2 separate regions of the Mus musculus genome follow, and region 2 is linked to region 1. A link is a contact called in public HiChIP or PLAC-seq data. All regions are on one chromosome and are shown on one strand. The core of a region is the stretch at or near the end of the contact, and the rest is flanking DNA. Distances in the headings are between cores, read along the strand shown. Region 1 has its middle 15 kb from the start of Dmbx1. Region 2 holds the start of 6430628N08Rik (RIKEN cDNA 6430628N08 gene).

Region 1 (3,849 bases), core at 528-3,027:
GTACGTAGAAGTATACAACACACACATGCACACATGCACACATGCACACATGCACAAATGCACAAGCACTAGCTATGTTGCAAGGTCTGAGTTTAATCCCAATTACTACAAAAAAAGAAGAAAGAAAGAAAGAAAGAAAGAAAGGAAGGAAGAAAGAAAGAGAAAAAGAAAAAAGAAAAAAAAACAAACAAACAACAGCACAGAAAAGAAAGCTTGGGCACCATGTGCCCTGCAGTGCTCTAAGCGGCTCACAGGTGGTGACTTGTTTAATTACTAAGCCCCTTACAGTGACTTGTTTAATTACTAAGCCCCTTACAGTAGCTAATACCATATCCATGCTAAAGGTGATGATGCTACAGGCTCAGAAGATAATACAGCTAGGAACCATAGGAACTCTCAGGGCTAAGATCTTCATCAGACATCAGATGGTGATGATAGTGATGATAGAACTGGCTGGCTGGGTAGAGCAATGGTGAGCACTGTGTACAAGCAGAAACAGGGTTGGGTTGCAGGGATTAGGGATGCCCATGAGGGTGGCTTGGGTGGCGGTCGGTGGCATTAAAGGAGGAGGTGAAGGTGATGGTGGTATGCAAGGCATAAGAACAACATTCACTGTCACCTATAATCCCAGCACCTGGGAGGCTGAGCCAGGAGTATTTTGAGTTTGAGGCCAGGTTGGGTTGCCTAGTGAAACTCTGGGGAAAGAAAAGAAAAGAAAGGAAAGGAAAGAAAAGAAAGGAAAGGAAAGGAAAGGAAAGGAAAGGAAAGGAAAGGAAAGGAAAGGAAAGGAAAAGGAAAGGAAAAGAAAAGAAAAGAAAAGAAATGAAAAAAAAGAAAAAAACCCAAAACCCTGAAAAACACGTAGTGGCTGAGCTCAGCTTTTTGGTTGGAGGATCACACTCTTCCAGGTTTTTTAGGCCTCTGGGAGGACTGATTTTCAGTAAGACTGAAGTCAAGGAGGGAGCAAAAATATCTTGTTCTATTGATCAACTAGGATCTTTGGGTCCCGGGTAGTGAAAAGGACAGAGGGAGGCAGACAGTGCTGCAGGGGCAGCTGGAGCTTGCCTTGCCCGGTTTCTTCCTGCTTCTCCTGGCCTTTGTCACTCTCTAAGCCCAGTATGTCTGCTCCTAAGAGTGGTCCCCACTAACGGTGCAGACAATGCCATAGGTAAGCCACCCATCCCATTATGGAACTCTGCTGGCCTTGTCTGCCCAGCGCAGGCCTGCCTGCTTCTTTCTGGCTGCTGCACTGAGCAGCAGTCTTAATAGAGAATCCGCCTCTGCGCTGCGGCTCCCCGCCCGCCCGCCCATCCCTATTATCGGCACCATCAACGGCGGCAAATGACACTCTCGGAATCTTGACTCCAATCTGATGCCTGGTCCCCGGGGCCGAGGAGAGGCGCAGGCCAGCTAGGCTGGGGGGCTGGGGAGGGGGTGTGCAGTAATAGGATGTGGCCGAGGATAGTCTATTAGCATTGCTGGAAATGTTGATGAGCCCCCTTTCTGGCCCCTTGTCGTCCCATCCTCGCTCAGCCAGACACTGAGGAGGCCTTGGTGGGGGTGGGGGGAATAGTTTGTGGGGCTGGGGCTGGGGTCCAGATATCAAGCTCCCTTGGGGACCATAGACCTTAGAGGAAGGTCAAGAAAATAGTTTATTTAGCCTTTTAGCCTTCTGACCACTGATCTGGGAGGAAGAGGGAGTGGGGTCCTTTCTAGCAGGGAGCACGTGATTTTTCCATTTCCAAAACAATGGGTCCTGGGGCTTCAGGTCTGGAAGGAGCCCCAAGGAGCAGTCCTCCCACCCACTCTCCCTTTTCCGGCCTCTTGAAAGTAAGCTGTTCAGTTCCTCCCTGGGATGCTTGCTAAGTGTTTCCTCTTTGGGAGTTCTGATTGGCTTTTCTCAGTATCAGCATCCTGAGATGCCTAGAGGTCACCTACCCACAAGACAGCTTCCCTGGGTTTGGAGAGGAAGTTAGGTCTCAAGCCTGTTTTCCTGGGCTACCTCAGTTCCTCATGGCTGCAGATCTGTTGGCCTGTGTGTAATGTGTTTATGGAAGGGTAGTAAAAGGCTGAGCCCAACCACAAGGTACAGAAGAGGCAGGGGAGATAGTGGGTAGAACCCCGGATGCATGAATGCAGAATAGTCGGATTCTAACCCAGTCCAGTTGCTTTGAGACCCTAGGAGAGCTACACACTGTCATCCTAAGTGCTTCTCCTTGCCCTGCCCTCTCTTCAACTGTCCTTTTTAGGATGATGAGCTAGGAGAGGTGGCACACACCCATATCCCAGTACCTGGGTTAGAACCACCAGGAGTTCAAGGTCATTATCAGCTACATAGTGAGTTCAAGGCCAGCCCAGGCTCCATGAGCCCTTGTCAAACAAACAAACAAACAAGCAAACAAACAAACAAAACTGGACCCCAAATTTGAAGAGAAAACGAAGCCCCTCAGGAGACTGAGGAGTTCTAATAGCTCATTGCTTTGGGAAGCCATGCATTTGGGGCTCGATGATATACAATAGAGTCAAGTTAACACCTCTCTTCTGTCCATGAAAACAGCTTGAAGGGGATGGGAGAAAATGAAGCAAAATGTAGAATGTGGTGTTGGGCCTGGCTCTATGGGACAGGCAAATGGGTGAGAGGGTAGAAGGCCTATCCTGTCTGGCTCTGTCCTATCCTGAAGGGTGTCTGACAAGTTGGAAGCCAGAGCACCTAGGCCAGCAAGACTGAACTTCTTAAAGCCCAGCTTTGCCAGAAGAAGAAGAGGTTGGACTAGCTGATCCAGGAAGGGGAAGAAAGAGCCATAGCCAGCTCTCCCCTCCCCCAAGCCTGGGCTTCTAAGCATCACGCCGAACTCAATCTGTTCTGCCCACTGCTTCCACCATGCCCCAGAGTCCAGAGGCCACAGACGGTCAAGCTGTTTGCCTCTGCTGAGTGGCTGCCCTCGGTGCCCCCAGCAGGGGCCTGGCCATCAGTCACAGGGCTGGCAGTCCTCAGGGCTGGACATAGAGCCTTATGGGCAGGGATAGATGTAGACTGTGGGTAGAAGGCAGCAGGGGGCACGGTCTCCTGGGCCCCCTTGGTGGCCTCTGTTCCCTTTGCAGCCCCCCTGCCCCTGCTTCTTTCTTCCTCTCTTCACTTGTGCCCGCCCATCTTGCCTTTCCCCACCTCCCAGCACCTGCCAGCCTCACCTGTCTGGTTCAGCACGCTCTTCTCTCTGTGTCCCTTCTTCCTTCTTTCATTAGACTCTCTTCTCTTTGCTTCCAATTCCACAGTCTATGGGTCACATTGACCCAGGTTTAGTGTTTGCTTGTCTTGAGACATGGTTTATTTATGTAGTCCTGGCTGTCCTGGAGCTTGATATGTAGACCAGAATGCCCTTTGAACTCACAGAGATCCACCTGCCTCTGGATCCCAAGTGCTGGGATTAAAGCTGTACGCCACCTTGCCTTGTCGTCCACTCTTGCTTTTAGTTTGTGAGGCCTCTATTCAGCCTGACCATCTCTGTCTCCCAGCTAACTATAGAGGATTATGACCCGGTGATATAAGGGTTTTTTTTGATCCAGCCTAGGACTTCCAGGGCAGAGGAAGAAGCCTTGCACTCTGGAGGATGCAGAGAAAACTTGGCTGGGCACGTCGGGAAGAATGCATTTCTGAAAATCTGACAGCAGGGGGCGCTGAATCCCTGGTACTTCTCGTTTGTCTCTAGTCTCAGGAGCTGTATCTACCCAAGGAGTGTGCTGTAAGGAAACCTAGAGTGTCCTCACCAGGGGTGGGCTTGTCCTGGTCTGATGCTGCCTTAGGTTGTTAGGTTTTAAAAGAAACCTTCACACGCTCCCTAAGTCTTTTGT
Region 2 (3,849 bases), core at 993-3,492, 64 kb after region 1:
TAAATAAATATCTTTAAAAGCAAGTGATTAGGAGCTGAGCAAGGTAGCATATGCCTGTAATTCCAGTACTTGACAGAGGCCACACACACACACACACACACACACACACACACACACACATACAGAGTGAGATTCTGTCTCAAAAAAAAAAAAAAAAAAGTTAGGGAATATAGGCCAGCCTCTTCTCTTAGACTTCACAGTCTCCAGAATAGTGCAAGTTACTGTAAGTTCCCCAGTCTTAGGTTTTGCTATAACATTAGAAAATGGACAATGATATAAACCCTTTATATACATTAATTCATTTAATCCCACGACAATCCTAAGAAGTAAACACATCGCCATCTCTTTTAGACAAACGAGAAAACACAGATTCCGGTTATATTAATTATCCAAGGTCACAACCTGGTGGTAACACACGGCAAGGCCCAGCCTAAAGTCTGGGCTGTGTTGCCCAAGTCTGTACCTAAGCCACTGCAGCTCCAGGATTGCACACTGCCCCTCGCTGTAGCTGTTTTTTGGTGGCTAGAGCCGGTCCCAATGGTCCTCATGCCTCTGATCCTTTCTCTGTCCACCTTGATCCACACTGAGTTTACGTTAGCTACTTTTGTGATTTTTGTCTCATCTCTCTATCCTGCCAGTGCTGACCAGTGAAGCTCAACCCTGTTGCAGTCCAGCTTCCTGCCTTCTCAAGTCTTCACCCAAACTCTTAAGCCTAGGAGATAAAAAGAAACCTTACTGGGTATCACCAGTCCACTGCATGCCCGCAACTGCATGGTCGCAACTCCCCTTCCGGGCCTGAGTGAGAGTCTCAGTGGGCCATACCTCCTCCTGGGAATTGTTGCCTATCCCATCTTCAACCAAGCCAGTCATGGTTTTGAGCTAGCGGTCTCTTCCCTTCTTGAATACATGGCCTACAAGGGCCACGCTAGTCTGGTTTCTGTCCCATCATGTTCCTGCCTCTCTATCCATCATTGTCACCAGTGACCCCTTGTCACTGAGCTTAGTGAACATTGTTCAGCATTTACTTTCTGCTTTTGAAGCTACCTGAGCCATACTTCCTGGGAACACTGCCTCTTGATGTAGATTTCTTTACTGTTGCCCTTTTCCACAAAGGTTGCAAACTCAGGACCCAAGCTTGGCCCTGGTCCCTCCTTCATCCTCAGGCTCCCTACTATACACCTGCAACCCCTCTTGGGACCTCTTAGATCCCTGCCACGGATCTTTGCAGTCCATTCTTTTTTCTCTTCTCCCAGTAATTCACCTTGTTCATCCCCCATTTCTCATTGTTAAACCCGTCCTGGACCCTCTGCTGCTCCCTGAGCTCAGACTCCTCCAGGAAGCCCTCTTGACTCTTCTCTGCTGGGGCTGAGCTCACCAGCGGGTCTCCAAGTCAGCTCTGTCCTCAGCTAGTTCCCCCAGCTCTGCCTTCCTGTGCAGACGGTGTGCCACTCAGCTCAGGGTCCCCTAGTCATAGGGCTTCCTGTGTCGAGGACTGTAGGCCCATCGAGGTACCTGTCTCTTCTCAGTGCTCCATGATTATTAGCGACACAAAGGGAAAGGGAACACTGCTGGGAGAAGCCAGGGAAGGCTGCCTTCCGGGCTTCACTTGTCTCTCAGATTTGGAGTTGCTATCTGCCAGCTTCTCTCAGCTTTGGGCATTGGAGAAAGCAAAGGAAGCTACAGGGTAGAGTCAACTGTTAAGAGCAGCAGGGACCAGGGCAGAGTAGGGGAGTCATGGCAGCCAATCTGTCTCCTGTTCTCTTATCCTCCTTTCTCTTTTAAACTTGTTTTCTCAAGACCAGAGGTCCTGGCCCCTTGTCTGGTACCTTCCCATCTCTCGGAGTTCAGAGCAGGATAAGCATCTCCCCCTTTCCTTCAGCAACCCTCCCAGAGTCCTTGCCCACTCATTAGCACCCTCTTCCCCCATTTCCTGCAACTTCACTTGCCTGAGAGTGTGGACACTTCCCTGCAGTGACCCTGCTGGCCCCTGAGGGGAGTCCAGGTGTCCTGTGTTAGAGGGGTTGGTCCAGCTCGAGTCGCGGGATCCGTGCCTCGCCTGGGAGAGCTGGATCAGCCAAACGACCCACCGCGGGTAGGGGATCCGGGAGAAGGGAGATGAGCGGTCAGTTCCTCTCTGTCGACTCTCAGCGGCTTCAGTGGAGACCGTGGCAGCATCGGCGGTGAGTGGGAGGCAGCGGCGCGGCGCGGGCTGGGTCAGCAGAGCCTGGCTGTGGTCTACTGCAACCTCGCGCTGCGGGCGGAGCCCCTTCCCAGTGTGGGCTGCCAACCTCGTCGGGCTCCCACCAGTTGCCTCCAGCCGAGAAGCCTCGCACACGCCCTTCTCGCCTTCGCTCCTTTGAGTTCGTGGGTTGTGAGCACCGGAGCAACTAATTCCCCACCGCCCACGCTGTCTAGGCTGTAGTTTTTCCCACCCTGCGTGGAAACGGTGCAGCTCCTTTCAGGACGCCCCTGCCTGCATTCTCTAGCATTTCTGCAGCCCTAGTACGAGGGAGGGGGAGACAGAGTTTTCCCAGAGGTGAAACTTTGTTGTTGGTTTCAGCACCACTCCCCTAATTAGCCATGGGCCCAGCACTCTAGAAAGGGGCGTGGCCACGTGTCCCTAAATGGAAGTCTAGAGGCAGCTTACACTGGATTTTATTGCAGAGGCCTAGATGGACATGGAAGAGTATGGCTGGAGGACATCTCTGCCCACTGTCCCTTCATTCATCCATTCACAAATCCACCTGATGTGTCTACAGAGGATGGGCCAGTGATGATCTGGCACAGCCGTTAGGCCCAAGGCTCCCAGCTTCTTGCTCTGCCCCTGGAGGCCTGAACTAAGATGAGAGTCTCATTTCCACTTCCTTAGTGAGCCATTCTCCTTCAGAGAGATCCAGTGAGGGTGTGACTCCAGGGGGCTACCTAGATCCAGCATCACCCAGCTTTGGTTTACTGCTGTGTTCTCTGGACCAGCTCAGTTATGGCCCAGGGCTCAGGTGTTGGGACTTCTAGAAAGACCCATTTTCCTTTCTGAGTAGACTCCTGGAAGAGATCCCCTTCCCACTGTCCACTCCTATATCCATTAGGACCACTGGAGCGTTCTGTTGCTGCTCAAGTACTAACCAAGAACTACATAAACTACTGCAAGCTTGGCCCACCTCCTCTCTTCTCCAAAAGGACCATGAGAGAAGGTTTGCCTCACAGGGGCCACTGGGGAGGTTGTATCTAAAGATCCACGTGCGCTGGAGGAATGGTTTCAGAAAGCTCACAGCAGGGAAAAGAGGGGGATGGTAGGGGAAGGCCTCCAGAACTCCCACTCACCTCAAGACTCTGCCAGCTTCTCCAATGAATGTAGCTCTTGCTTTTTTCCTGTGATTTTATTTTAATTTATTCCTTAATGGTCACAAATACTTGTTTATGCCTGGCCTCTCAGGTATCAGGCTTACTGTATCCTATTTTAGGGTTATCATGCCTGGGAGGGTCAAATAGTCAGGAGCCACCTTATCCATGGGCTTAGGATATTATCTGCTATTCCCACCATCTGCCTTTGGGCATTTCTTTGAAGCACAGAGGTCAAGAGTGAAGACAAATAGGAGGAAGGGGTGTTCCTTGTCTATCAGGGAAGGGGTGGGTGGTGATGGGGCTGAGAAGGAGGAAGAGACAAGTGAAGAGGAGCAGGCAAAAGTGGGGAGAAAGCTGGAGGAACCAGTCTCTACAGCTGACCAGCATTGGTGAAAAATCACCCCTTGTGGATGTTAGTCCATTGCTGGCAGGGAGCTGAGCTCTGTGGCTATGCAGAGAGGAGACCTGGAGGCAGAGCTTGTCTCCATGACTTTTTCTGGGCACCTA

The links. HiChIP or PLAC-seq counts read pairs in DNA pulled down with a chosen protein or histone mark.
Region 2: an H3K4me3 HiChIP or PLAC-seq map of embryonic stem cells shows a contact between it and region 1, with 20 read pairs. The contact joins the promoter of 6430628N08Rik here to the enhancer-like site in region 1. A contact is called at or near these places in 22 of 39 promoter capture datasets (the 3T3-L1 cell line, 3T3-L1-derived adipocytes, the C10 cell line and 13 more), 10 of 15 datasets of contacts at CTCF or cohesin (CD8 T cells, the G1E-ER4 cell line, the NIH/3T3 cell line and 4 more), 128 of 484 Hi-C or Micro-C datasets (2-cell embryo, 3T3-L1-derived adipocytes, the 4T1 cell line and 70 more), 24 of 115 datasets of contacts at active chromatin or transcription factors (astrocytes, a beta-TC-6 cell line, bone marrow-derived macrophages and 11 more) and 5 of 9 other capture datasets (adipose tissue, embryonic tail, liver and 2 more).

Annotation. Positions count from the first base shown.
Region 1 is chr4:115,952,804-115,956,652 of GRCm38.p6, reverse strand. No RefSeq gene overlaps it. Among named protein-coding and RNA genes, the nearest start is that of Dmbx1, 15 kb to the right of the region's middle. Within about 2 kb of position 1,777, at least 6 of the 459 cell types and tissues checked have an H3K27ac peak or open chromatin away from gene starts, as enhancers often do. A contact at or near this core is called in embryonic stem cells, where this site is marked.
Region 2 is chr4:115,889,059-115,892,907 of GRCm38.p6, reverse strand. It overlaps 6430628N08Rik (RIKEN cDNA 6430628N08 gene), which reads right to left and starts at 2,242. Exons shown (of 2, transcript NM_001357060.1): 1 at 1,947-2,242.